2 separate regions of the Zea mays genome follow, and region 2 is linked to region 1. A link is a contact called in public Hi-C data. All regions are on one chromosome and are shown on one strand. Each heading gives the region's core, a stretch centred on a gene start, on an enhancer-like site or on the middle of the called end of the contact. The rest is flanking DNA. Distances are from core to core; before and after follow the strand shown. Region 1 holds the start of LOC103638767 (probable glucomannan 4-beta-mannosyltransferase 9). Region 2 has its middle 20 kb from the start of LOC100282052.

Region 1 (7,001 bases), core at 1,714-4,213:
ATGTCCTCCACCGTGGTCCTGTCCTTCCACCCTCCGGCCTCGTTCAAAGCGGATATGCGCCACACGCCAGCGGTTCCTATCGAAAAGATATGTCGAATGGTAAAGGCCGTGCGAAACTGTAGACTGTGCTGTGCTATTTACGTAGTTGAGTTTGAAATAGAGAGTGCGTGGGATAGAAAAACTGTTTGAGAGACAGCTTAATGGTTTGTTTGATTCAGCTTTCTTAACCAGATTCGATACCAAAAATCTGAAATTCCAACCAAAATGGATACTTCAGCAGAATAGATTTCTGAAAATCTATATATTTCTCTAGTTCAATTTAGAATCATCTTCTACGCCAGATTTTCTAGATTCCTGTCATCCATATTAGAAGCTGTCATGCTCTTATAAAATCTACAGTTGAGAGTTGTTTCAACCAAGCAAATTTCAGTATTTATAATGGTCAGCTCACAACAACCTTCTCATAGTTCACAGCTGAAATCAGATTTTCAGGAATCTACATATGAACTAAACAGGCCCTAAGAATAACGACTTTTATTATTGAGCTGAGCTGTCGTTACTGTCACTCGTCGTTCAGGGTCCCTTCATCATCTCTAAATCTCTTCAACTTATTTTTACACAAATTTCATACGGCTTTGAGATGTGGCACGTGACCCCCTTTTTTTTCGTTTATCTTTATAGAAAGACTAGGAAACAGAGTATGAGGGACTGAAACACGTGGCAGAAAAAAAAAAGGAAAAGGCCGAGGGACAGAGGCATGCATGGAGAAGAGAAAGGGCACAGCTAGCCCCCCGGCCGCCCCCACAAGAGAAGGCATCTGAAGAGAGAGTTTTTACCGTTGAAGCCGAAGAAGGCGTAGGTGGAGGAGCCGACTTCCTGCTCCACTGCGAAGTGGTAGTCCAGGGACATCTCCTGCATCCTTGTCATCAGGCATTCGTCTGCGTTCACTGCTCATGGGAGACCCAGCAGCAGCGGACATGGGATCAGCAGCAGTTCAGCATGCACAAAGAGCCTCTAGCAAAGCAAGCTGATGGAAGGTGCTGCCGGCCCGAAAAAACATCCTTTCATCAATGTGGGGGATAATTCAGACGGTTGACAGCCTTTACTGAGACATGTTTTTTTATATAAAAAAGAACTATTCTTTGCGCCTGTCGTCCATCAGTGATGAATGAATGAGAGTGAGTGTGATATGTGCTAGTACTAGTCCAGACTCCAGAGACGGAGGAGATGTTCATTGCTGATCCGGAAAGACTGGGTCTAGTGGTCGAGTGCTGGACCGCGTTTATGATGATGCCAAAGCAGGTAGGTGTGGTTTCGTTGGAAGTTGCACTTGCACTTGGGGGGTGGGTAGGTAGGTAGTTGAGGCTGGAACTGAGGCTCAGACCGTGACCTGTGGTAGCTGATATGATCTCTGGTGCTGGCGTGTCTTGTCTAGCTGACGCTCACTCTCTCAAGGAAAGCTTGCTTTGGTGCCTACGGGCTACAGGAATGGCGTCGCAAACCACATGGGTGGCCGATGGAGACCGACCGATGCATGCATGCATCATGCAGTTTATGTGGAGGACCCGCCTGCCTGTGTGAGTGACAGGGACACTTTGACCCTGGGCCCAGCACCGACGTTCTTCCATGTACTGGGCACGCAGTTGGGTTGGGTCGCTAGCTGGAGTACGTACGTGCGGTAAAAACGACGTACCGAACTTCCAGCGCGCCTGGACGAGCGCGAGGTCCGGGTTGTGGAGAAGGAACGGCACGGCGCGCCACAGGAAGTCCGGCTCCGGCTGGAAGTCGGCGTCGAAGATGGCCACCAGGTCGCAGCCGCGGGCGTAGGCGCGCTTCATGCCTTCCCGGAGCGCGCCGGCCTTGTACCCTCGCCGGCTGTCGCGGACCTCGTACTTGACGTTCACGCCCTTGCTCGCCCACCGCCAGCACTCAGCACGAACCAGCTCCTGGTGGTGGTCCATCATCATCAGGAATTAATAGAAACATGAACATGATAGTATGCATGCTGGAGTTCCTTGTGTTGTGTATGTACCTTGACGACGGGGTCGGTGGAGTCGTCCAGCACCTGCACGATGATCCGGTCCGACGGCCACGACAGCCCGCACGCCGCCCCGATCGACACCTTGTACACCTGCACGTCCACGCACGCACCACCATGCAGCCAGCCAGCCAGCAGCCCAGCACACGCACGCACACGTACGGTCAGTGTATGTAAGTCCTCCCCTACTAGCTAGCCTTAAATTAAAAATGAACGCTTTGATCGCGAGACGACCAGAGCCAACGCCGGCGCCGGCGTCCGTCCGGCAGGCGCTCACTCACCTCCCGCTCGTTGAACATGGGGATCTGGACGAGCACCATGGGGTAGGCGGCGGCCGCCTCGAGGTCGTCGCCGTCGCGGATGGGCTGCCACCGGTACCGCCGCTCGGGCCGCCGCCCGAGCAGGCGCGACGCGGCGACCACCACGGCCATGTACACCTTCTCCGCGAACAGCATCGCGGACATGGCCAGGCACAGCGCCACCGACACCCGCAGCAGCGGCACCACCACCGGGGACTTGAGCTGCTGCCACAGCGCCGCCGCGACGTCGCTGCGGGAGTAGCCCGCCGCCGGCACCGTCCCCAGCTCCGCCAGTACCGCCATTGCGGTTGTGATTTTTGCACACCGTGGACCCAGGCTCCCAACACACAGACGAGCAGCAGGCGTGACGACACCTAGCACGCAATGCGGGGGGGGGGGGGGGGGGGGGGGGGCACGGTGGCCAGGTGGGAATAATGCAGCGCCGCCGCCGGGGTGGTGCCGGTGCCTGCAGCGCCTGCTCCGTTGCTCGTCAAGGGAGGGAGAATAAAAGGGGTGGGCTAGCGCCTAGCGGGAGGGTGGTGGGCTTTGTTGGCTCCCGCAGGGACCACCAGACGGCGAGGCAGCGAGGGGAGATTTTAACGGCTGGGGGCTGACCCCCGGGGACGCCGCCGCCGGGTGTCGGTGGCCGCTGCCAGGTGGTTTTAACCGTAGGTGATTGTGATTCGCTTGGCTGTGCCTGCGGTAGATACAGCCATACATACAGCCTACAGGGTGCTGAACTGCTGATACATTTTTGGATTTGATAACCGGAGTACATGCGAATCCATCCACCTGTTTTCACCGGGCCAACCATTTCCATTTGTAAGCTAGGTATCACCTTACCATTTAAAAAAAACAAAATAGGCATCACTTTACTAGCTTGTGTATTCATTGGTTTTTTCTTTCTTTTTGTATGCATGCGTATAGAACTAGTTTTCATACTTAGAAAAATAGGGTAATTGGCTTCTCAACTAGTGCTTCAATATTATAGGAAATGTTAACATGGTAATGCTTTTTAGAACTTCTAAATCGGTACACGTTCCAATAAGAAGAAAAAAACAAGAAACGTCCATAAAATAGAGTGCATTTATTGTACACAGTTCTTAGTTTTGGCTGGAGTATAATGGGTGGATTGATCTGGATTGTGGATCCGTCATCTTTTCTTTCCTTTTTAAGGTTAGTTTGCAAACTTAAATCTCATCCAGAATTTTCAGAGATTGAATGAGAAATTAGCTCATCCCTCCACAATTCTCAGAAATCTCGGAGAAGATTTAAGTTTCCAAACTAGTTGTTATAGTGACAGCTCTTGATGAGATGTGTTACGGTGGACAACTTGGATCAATAAGGACTAGTTTCGAAACTCAAATCTCCTTGGAGATTGGAGAGGGATGAGGTGGAAATAAACTAATTTTCACCCCTATTTCCTTCCAATCCTCAAGGGGATTTGAGTTTACTTAAAGGAAGGAAACATATCCGTGGCTCACAAATAGGCCAAACTGCGACACACTAAACACGACCACTAGGAATCCTCAAGACTTGGAGAATTAGTTGGTAGGATCCTAATATTTGGATTTTTGTTTACCTCTTTAGATTACCAGAGAGTTTGTTAGGATTTGGATATAAATGCTAAAAACTCGATTTGAGTTAGCTCCCATATGCTAGGCACGCTCGATTTGAGTTAACTCTCGTGCTAGGAAGAAGGGAAACTTGTTTGAAGCCTCTGAAGCATCCATGTGGTTCCTAATATGATTACTCTTGAGACGACCCGTTGTGTCCACCTTTTTTCTCAGATCCAGAGACCACTGATGTTCAGACTGTATAAGTGCCTTAGTGAAATTAGCAACGACCCTCCAATCTCAAAGATCACCTAAAAATTCATTGTTTGAGTCGTTCCGACCCAAACGTTTTGACTCAGGTGGCAGCCCAAACCTTAGCCACCGCCGGCTGCCACCACCTCTGGGGGTCGTTGCACACCGTGTGGATCCTAAGGAAGGTGGTGATGGGGTCCTTCTACCAGTGCGCCCAGATCTAGGCGGTGGCGACACGTGCACGCCTGTGGGGGAGTGTGGCTCAACGTGCGACTTGTGGCGTCGGGAGGGGCTCGTCGCATGGCCTATGGAGGAAGCAGAGGTGGTGGCAACGGGGGCTCGTCGCACATACTGCGGAGGAGGTGAAGGAGGAGGCTCGTCCCGTGGCCTGCGGCGACAACTCGTCTTGTAGTCGGCAATGTCTGCACTTCATTGCGTGGCCTTCGGCACCTGTGTCCCCTCCTCTCGCCTTGTGCGGCACGACGACTCGACCTTGGGATTGCTGATATATCCGTTAGGCATGGTGGGTGGATTTGGTGCATCGCGCCCTATGACCATCCCTCCCATCTTGCTCTAGTTGTAGGGCTAGTATGGCCATGGCACGACGCTATGGCCATTGAATCAGTGGCCATATCTGACGACTTGATGTTCGGGTCAGACGTCCCATGTTTAGCTGCAATCAATCGCTCCATCATGATAAGTATAGAAGTGCAAATCAAATCAAGTAAGAGACAAAGAATGAAATAGAGCGAAGCAGAGATAAGTGACACAAGGATTTATCATGTGGTTTAGCCAAGCCTGAAATGCTTGCCTACATCCATGTTGGAGTTAGCCAACCTGGCTTAGAGTCTATTTCAACTCCTTCCTCTGTTTGCTCAGATCTGTCACCATGTGGTAGATCGAGGCTTCCACTATGTTGATGATGGTTACATGTCACACCCAGATTTAAGGGCAAACCCGGGCGCGTCTCAAATGTGTACTAGGATCAAGTCTCACACATATGATGACTCATGGTACAGAAATCAATGTCGCATGTTTATTATATAATAGGGGTTCTGTACAAAATAGCTAAATAAATACATCATATGAGGACAACAATCCTCCGGGACCATAGTTGACTAGGAGACGACCTAGACTTCTCCGAACTCATCGTAGCATCTTCATGTTCCTCCAGTGGTACCTGTTCTTGACCTGATGTGAGTACAGCAAGGGTGAGCTCACATACGTTCATCGCTCAACTAGTATGAGGAATAACGTGCATGAGATCACTTACAGTGGGGGCTCATGTGAAGTGTAATACTTACCAAGAAAGATGGTTAAAGCTGAGCATTGCTTTTAATAAGTTGGTCAAAATTTTATTAGCATTTACTAAGTATAAGCAGGTACCAACTTGATTGAATAATTGATCACAATTAATACTAAATTCCACAATACAATGCAAATGACTGATTAAATTTAATTCTATAAATTACTCATGTGAGGGTCCGAGCCGCTCATGACCATGAGCACAACTGATATATCAGTTTTACACTCTACAGAGGTTGCTTATCGTCTTTACCCACAAGCTGTGATACCCATCTGCCACGGGGTCAAGAATCCCATACACCTCTATCGAGGAGGCGAGGCAGGGTAGCACTACGTGGTCTTTCCAAAGTTCCACTAATTTGAGAAAACTCGCTATGGTTTCAGGAAGAAAGAAGCATATGAATCCCTCGTCTAAAAAGCTATTACAAATAGTTCGAACCGAGGACCTCCCTATACTCTACGGCGACGCACTCCCTGCTTGCCCCTTTTGGGTAAGGTAATCTCTCCCTAGCTTTCCTAATTAATTGGCCAAGGGTGTTCCATTCCACCCTTATGGTAGCTCTGTTTTCTTGGGTGGTTCTCCATATTCCAATTAACAAAATAATCTTATCATGAACAATAAATAATCCAACAATAATGATAGAGCATGATCATAATTCAGATATAATATTAATAATCTCAAAACCAGGTAGAGCAATAGCAACACTACCCAATAGTTCATTTGTTTGCAAGGTGTAGGGTAAACAAAATCCGGTAACCTATTATGTGCTATCATCTTAACCTAACAGTGTCATAGTGATTAACATAATTATTATTAGGTAAAGAAAGTGATCAAGAACACAACTTGCCTTATACTTGCGATAACCTTTTAGTCTAGATGCTGCTCCAAAAGAAGGGTTTCATTCCTGGTTGTAGAAGGGTCCTAGGATTAGATGGCTACTGGTTCAAGGATGGAAATAATGGTAAGTTACTATGTGCCATAGGAACATATGTCAATAATCAAATATACCTTGTAGCATGGGCAGCAGGGGCTACTGAATCATATGACAGTTGGTACTGGTTCCTTAGTTTTTATAGAAAGACTTGCATATCAAAAATGGTGGTGAAGTATATGTACTAATATCAGACCAATAGAAGGGATTACTGAAAGCTAATCGGGAGTTAGTGCCAAATGCACAACATAAAATGTGTGCTAGACACATCTATGCAAACCGAAGGAAGAAGTACAGTGACAAGAAATTGTAGAAGTGATGGAACTATGCTAAAAGTTCATGCATAGTTTTATTCAACTACAACGGAACCTTCCTTGCCCAAGTTAGTCCATAAAGAGCCAAAGACATGATGTCCACTACATCAGAACACTAGAGTAGAGCTTTTTCAAAGTTGGTTCAAACTGTGACTATGTGGACAACAATGTGTCAAAGCTTCAATAACAGTATCATGGATGCAAGGTTCTTTTCGATGGTACCAATGCATGAAGCAATAAGAAAGAAGATGATGGATAGAATTCAAGAGAACAGAGCTAGAGCAGAGAAATGGTATGGTACAATA
Region 2 (7,001 bases), core at 2,212-4,711, 71 kb after region 1:
CCAACTCATAGTCACCGGAGAAAAAATGATCATGAAATTTTTGTTCTAGATCCCCCCATGATGAAATGGAATTAGGAGGTAAAGTGGCATACCATGCAAACGCGGTTCCTGTTAGCGATAATGAAAATAAACGTACGCGAAATGCCTCTGTGTCGGCCAATTCTCCCAATTGTGCTAAGAACTGGCCTATATGTTCGCGTGTGTTTTTCCCTTGATCACCCGAAAATTTTGCGAATTCGGGTATCCTGGTTCCCTGTGGGTATGGGTGGTGATCAAATCGGCTTTCATAAGGTTTCCGATATGATTGCCCCCCAGGGACCATGCTTACTCCGAGCTTATCTCGGAACGCCCCGGCTATTTCTTCCCTTACTATATCAATGGCAGCCGGTGCGAGACCACCGGCTCTCTGGTCAAACATAGGTGAGGTTGGCTGGATATTAGCATGTTGTCTTTCCCCCCATTGGTTTGAGTTACGTGGTGCATTTTCATTTGCCCTATATGGGTCATAGGTTTGATCGTTTCTTTCCGGCCTCCTGGGTGGGGCCGGAAAGCTTTCCTGGGCTCTGGATCTTGAATTAATGGATTGATGCATTGTATAGTGCGATGGGAAGTGCTGCTGGGACGGGTGAGGATTCTGGTAACAATCCTCCTCAAAAAGGTCATGTGCGGACTGTCCGGACATTGGCCCGGACCGTCCGTGATTATGTGCGGACCGTCCGTTGTTGTACGCGGACGGTCCGACTGGGTAGTTTAGATTCTGTGTCGTGTGTGGAGGTTCGGGCGCATATCTAGGTAACTCATTAAAAATCGGCCCGACTGTTGTTGGTCCGGACGGTCCGCGCTCACGTGCGGACGGTCCGGGTATGTGCAGATCGGCTGATTTGCTGCCGATTTGCGGTTGCTCAGGGTATGTGTCCATCGGCATCCCATAAAGGGGTTGTGACTGGTCGTGACAACCTGTAGCCGATGTGTTACGCGTGTTACCTCCTAACTCAACCTCGTGCGAAGGAAAATTTGTGATACTAGATTTATCAAATGCACGCACTAGTCTCTTAAGATCGCTTTGCATACCCCCTATGATGTTCTGCATTTGTTCACGCTGATCTTCTACATAATTTCTAAGAGATTGCAGATCGTTGGTATTACTTACATTGGGGATATCTGGCGTGGGTTGGAGCGAAGCCGGATCCGTCGCCCGATGTCGGACGACTTTGTTGTTCCTGTCCACTTTGAAGTTGGCCAAGAACTTTGCTTTCGCCTCCTGGATCATCCGCTCCTTGTGCTCCTCGAACTGGAGCTGCTCGTCAGCCGGCAAGGTTTCCCAAGTCGGCTCTATGATGTTGCTTGGAGAAATATCAGAGCTATCCCTTGAACCGGCCATTGAGGGCCGATTTGATGAGCTTAGATATGTCGTCCCCAGCGGAGTCGCCAAAAAGTATGTTGACGCCTTTTCGGAGCGCCAAATACTCAAGAAGAACCGGCGGCGGTGCTCTCTGCACAGGGGCGGACGGTCCGCGCGCGAGGCCGGACGGTCCGCGGCCTGGTGCGAGGCGCGGTGGTACTCTCTGCGCAGGGGCGGACTGTCCGCGGCCTGGGGCCGGACGGTCCGCGGCCTGGTGCGCGGCTAGGGCTTCTCTGCCTGACGGCCGGACGGTCCGCGCCCTAGGGGCCAGACGGTCCGCGCGTACGCAGAGGCGGCGGAAGTCGCCGGCGGCGCCTGGATTTCGCTCCCGGGAGGGACCCCGTCGGGGAGGAGAGATCCTAGGTGGTGTCTAGGCTCGGGCCGGCCGACCTAGACTCCTCTAATCGACGTAGAGCCGAAGAGAGACGAAGAATTTGGGGATTGGGAGGCTAAACCTAAACTAGACTAGAACTACTCCTAGGATAAAATGCGAATAAAAGTTGTATTGATTCGATTGTTGATGATACAAATCGGCCGTAGACCTCTCTATTTATAGAGGAGGGGGGCTGGACCCTTTACACAACTGATTCCGAGCTAATTCCGCGAATATAGCTAACAACCGTAGCACAAAACTCGGAACCCTAATCTGTTCTGCGCACGCGCGGACCGTCCGGCCCACAGGCGCGGACTGTCCGGACCGCGGACCGTCCGGCCTCAGGGCCGGACCGTCCGCAGCTCTTTTTTGGTTCAAACAAGCGCAGAGGAGAAAAAGATAAGGGCATAGTGGATCCCCCTGTCTGAGCCCACGTTGTGGACAAAGGGATCACGGGAGGATTGGAGGGAATTGAGGGGGGAAATAAACTAATTTTCTCATCAATCCCCTCCAATCCTCCTGAGATCCTGGGTCACCAAATCAGCCCCAAAAGTGCGATGTTTCCCGCTACGCTAGCCGGTACATGCATAGGGGAACAGGGCGTCATGTCACGTTGGACGGGAAAAACATAAACAAGTCCACGATGTTCTACAGGCCATGAAATCAGAAGACCTACCATGAGTCTTGTGCATAGTATTATCAAGGTTACAGGGGTTAAAGATCCAATTTTCAAGGACATTCTCTGATGTAGACACGTAATCAAAGAATAGGGTTATGTAGACCTATTCCCTTAAACTTACATAAATTAGGTAGTTACATTACGGTTAGTTTTCGTTTATGATGGTTTTAACTTCTTGCCATGTGAGGCTAGCGAGCTTCTCGCCCATGTACACTTGTTTTTCCTGTTTGATCGTCACAACGCAATATGTAAAATTTGTGCCGGAACTATTAAAAATCGACACATTCAATTTCATTGTTCTTCGATGATATCGATTGTGATGCCATGATGTTCTAGATAGGGACACACGAAAACAGTTCATAAGTGATCTGACGGCTATGACGAAAGGGCGTTTTTGAGGTAGCTAATTAAGCTTAGAGCACGGCGTGTGGAAATTTGAGGTGCGTCGGTAGTTTCTATGCAAAGATATTGGTGGTTGGCTTGATTAGCACTTATGCGTGCATGCGTTCTATGCTAGCTAGTCTTATAGTCTTGCCGCGTACTACTGACTGTTACTAGCTAGTAGCCACTAGCCAGTAGCCACAGGCGCGCGGCAGCGTGCAACTCGTGCCGCCGCTGTGCTGGCTAATCAGCCGACGACGAAACATAGCAGAGCAGATCAGCAAGCACTGCAGCAGTAGTTAAACTCTGATGAGTCAACCAAATACATGCAGAGAGGAGAAATGGCGAGCCTGCACGGCAATGTCGCTGCGGCCTGCAGAGCACACGCGGTGGGTCTGTATTTTGACAGGAATAGTACTCACGTAACGTCCACTCCGACTCCACCACGCTTTCGTCTTCGTCCTACAGGATCAAATCGCGGCGCATGTGATCACCGACGGCGACACGGCTCACAAATCACAGCAGCAGCAACAACAACCGACTCGTGTGAACTCGTGTGCCCTGCGTCCATGCAGTACACGGTCCGGTGAGGTGATCGGACGCGCGCGGGCCCTTGCCTGTCCTCGCGCGAGCGAGGCCGCCGCGTCGGTCGCCTTCCATCTCCCTTGTGCGCACATGCTTCGCACTCTCCATCCCCAAACCACACGAGGAGCTGCACTTCCACGGCGCGGCAGCGGCGCCGCCGCCGGGCCTGCAGGTCTTGATCGTCTTGTACAGCAGGCCGAGGGGAGGGGGCTGAGCGCGGGCCCGCTATGCGCAGTGATTTTCGGCAGCGCGCGCCGCGCGGCGGATGCCCGGTAGATGATAACTAACGGGAGGAGCACAGGGCGCCGCTGGGAATGTTGTGTGGTCGGGCCGATGAACGGCACGCCCATCGCAGCGGAACGGGGCTGCAGGCGGGAGCATATCCATGTGTTTGGTTAGATCCGTGCGCACGTGCAAAGCTCTACAGATACAAAAATTAGACAACTTCATGTGTTTGGTTGCTTGGATGTAAGTCTGGATCAGGTCAGACTCGTGCAAAATATTGGCCTCAACCAGGCCGTGGGATACGGCCAAAAGGCACATTCCACGTGAACCAGGCTACGTTCGGCCACCGTCGCGCTCTCCTCGCGCTCGAGCTAGACAAATCCATCCGTCGCGCTCTCCTCGCGCTAGGGTTTCGCCGTCGTCTCCTCTCCCCTCTCACGTCTCCTCCCTCTCGCTGTTGTGACACTCCTTCTAGGTAATCCGTTCTTCTTCTGATTTGCAGTAGTATTGGTAGTTCTTGGCTGAGATCTGGTATCTATGTCAGACTTGATAGTAGCTGGTTCAGTAGCTGATAATATTCCTATATTATTGGGGGCCTTCGGCTTCCGAAGGTCCTCAAAAACATGATTTAACAATGTTTCTGGAGTAAAGTACATTAACAGGTATCTTCGGACTCGGATCAGAGCCACGGTACGAAGAAGCACAAAGGTTGGCGCAGAGACGAAGCTGTGTGTAGAAGAGCTTCGGAATAGCGGCGGAAAAGGAAACCGACTTAAAGATGAAAAACCAGATTAGACCTCGAAGAGTTATCATAGAGTTATTGATAAATATAAAGGGCATTATTGTAATTTTCTATGGGCTGCGACCCGTGCCTATAAATAGTTGAACAGTATCCCTGTACTGGACACACTGGTTTTGGCATTGACTTTTGCGTCACACTTGTACTTTTACCTTCTTACGAGCTGAAGGTACACTTGTAATTTGATATCATTTTTATCTTCCCGTTATAATAAAATGGAAATGAGTCGATAATAATACACAACTGTTTATGTTATTTTTATGTTTCATATGATTCCTTCTTCATTATTATATTTTATGTTTATGAAGGTATGTCCTTCATAACCTTCGTCCAAAAATCATTATATCCTTAGGGAAATAATGTTTAAAAGGACGAAGGATATTAACATTTAACATTTTATGTTGCCTTGTTCTTGATTCATAGCATTTGAGAACAAGTCCCCAACATTGGCGCCCACCTCCGGTGAACTCACTTCCATTTTTTGAATCTTGAACACTTTCGGCAAGCATCACCTTCGTCATGCCGCCGAAAAAAGCTTCAGCGACAGGGGCTGGTACTTTACAGCCGCTGGATCCCAATCAGGATGTCCTTTCTCTCAGAGAGGTCCGAAGCCAGAAGAGGAAGGCTGTTAGTCCAACACCTCCGGTGGATGACCTAGATCAGGAGATCCACAACCTGGAGATCCTTCAGCAACAGGTGCAACGCAAGAAGGAGAAGATGGCTCGTCTAGCTGATCTTCAGAGACAGATAGACGAAGCTTCTGAAGAGGTTCGTCATCTTGTTCAAGATGATCAAAGCCGAAGGCCTCCACGCAGAGAGCTTCATCAGGAAGGCTTCCACAATGAGGATGACTGGTACGAAGATTTCCATCATGGAAACTTTGCTTTTGATGATGCTTCTCCTCTCTCAACAGAATTGCAGGCTACACCATGGCCACAGTCTTACAAGCCACCCCAACTCCCTGTGTATGACGGTCACACAGACCCGAAGCAATTCCTAATGAGCTATGAAGCAACCATATCTTCGTATGGTGGCAATACGACAGTCATGGCAAAATCTTTTGTCATGGCCGTCAGGAGTGTTGCTCAGACTTGGTACTCTTCTCTTCGGCCAGGGACAATCACTTCTTGGCAGAAATTAAAGGATATGCTGATAACTAGCTTCCAAGGGTTTCAGACGAAGCCAGTCACCGCTCAGGCTCTCTTCCAGTGTACCCAGGACCATGAGGAGTACCTTCAGGCGTATGTCCGGAGGTTTCTGCGCCTAAGGGCACAAGCGCCAAAAGTGCCCAATGAAATTGTCATTGAGGCCATGATTAAGGGGCTTCGGCCGGGACCATCAGCGCAGTACTTTGCCAGGAAGCCACCATAAACGTTGGAGAAGCTGCTCCAGAAAATGGACGAATACATTCGAGCTGACAATGACTTCCGCCAAAGAAGGGAGGAAGCATTCAGGTTCTCTGAAATGACCAGGGGCTTCGGAGGAAGATTTCACCCGAGGCATGTTAGGTCAATCCATAACTCTGCTCAAACTGATGATCGAGGAAGCCAGCAGCAAAGGCCACAACACTCTTCACAAGCTTCGGCCCAACAGCAGAGTTCTTTTCGGCCGCCAGCGCCAAGGGGCAGAGGCGCCAGGGGCTTCGGGGGAAGGTTCGGAGACCAGCCAAGAAAAATATATTGCTTATTCTGTGGAGAAGACAAGAGCCACACTACCAGGATGTGCCATGTTACCATCCAGAAGCAGAAAGAAATAGCGGAAGCAGCAGCGCAACAGAGTCAGCCGAAGCAGGTCATGCATACTGCTTCGTATCACTCACCTTATATTCCAGAATATGTAGGCAACCACCCTGCAGTTTCTGTTGCTTCGGCGAGTCAACCCCAAGCATCTTGGCAGCAACCTCCACCGCCACCGCCGATCCAGCGAGGACAACAGCCAGAAGGGAGTCAGCACAATCATCTTCAGAGGGATTTCAGAGAGGAGTCCGAAGCTCGCACAGTCAACAGCACTGTGCCAGAGTCGAAGCACATTTATTGACAAATATCCTACCTCCACAGCAGTTATTTTGCATTTTCTACATTCGCTATTCCCCTTTTGTTAATAAGGAACAATTATGAAGAATTTAAATGTCTTTAATTGAATTTCAATTCCTTGTAATACTTTCGTCTTTTACCATAATAAAAATATGTTTTTTCCATAGGCTTGAGTTGCCGAAGCATACGGACTTATACTGATTTGAAGGACCTTTGTATTATCAAAAATTTGATCTAACGGACACAGTACAAATTGTTCGAAGTAGTAAAAAGTCGTTCCTAAGGGAGCGCATTGTAAGTTTTCTAAGCATACAGCAAAAAATAAACGCTGATTCCGCTGAAAGTAAAAGGCGAAGAAGCTCCTAAGGGAGGCTTACAGCGAAAAATAAACGCTGATTCCGCTGAAAGTAAAAGGTGAAGAAGCTCCTAAGGGAGGCTTACAGCGAAAAATAAACGCTGATTCCGCTGAAAGTAAAAGGCGAAGAAGCTCCTAAGGGAGGCTTACAGCGAAAAGTCAGCGCTGA

The links. Hi-C and Micro-C count contacts between places; a contact is called where the count stands out from the background.
Region 2: a contact with region 1 is called in a Hi-C map of ear, with 8 times the contacts expected there. The contact joins the enhancer-like site here to the promoter of LOC103638767 in region 1. A contact is called at or near these places in 6 of 25 Hi-C or Micro-C datasets (ear, leaf, root tip and 1 more).

What each region holds. Positions count from the first base shown.
Region 1 is chr9:103,990,384-103,997,384 of Zm-B73-REFERENCE-NAM-5.0, forward strand. LOC103638767 (probable glucomannan 4-beta-mannosyltransferase 9) reads right to left here and starts at 2,964. Exons shown (of 9, transcript XM_008661585.4): 1 at 2,320-2,964; 2 at 2,033-2,131; 3 at 1,694-1,946; 4 at 837-947; 5 at 1-76. The coding sequence starts at 2,640.
Region 2 is chr9:104,061,075-104,068,075 of Zm-B73-REFERENCE-NAM-5.0, forward strand. No RefSeq gene overlaps it. Among protein-coding and RNA genes, the nearest start is that of LOC100282052, 20 kb to the right of the region's middle. Within about 2 kb of position 3,462, at least 10 of the 20 cell types and tissues checked have an H3K27ac peak or open chromatin away from gene starts, as enhancers often do. A contact at or near this core is called in ear and tassel, where this site is marked.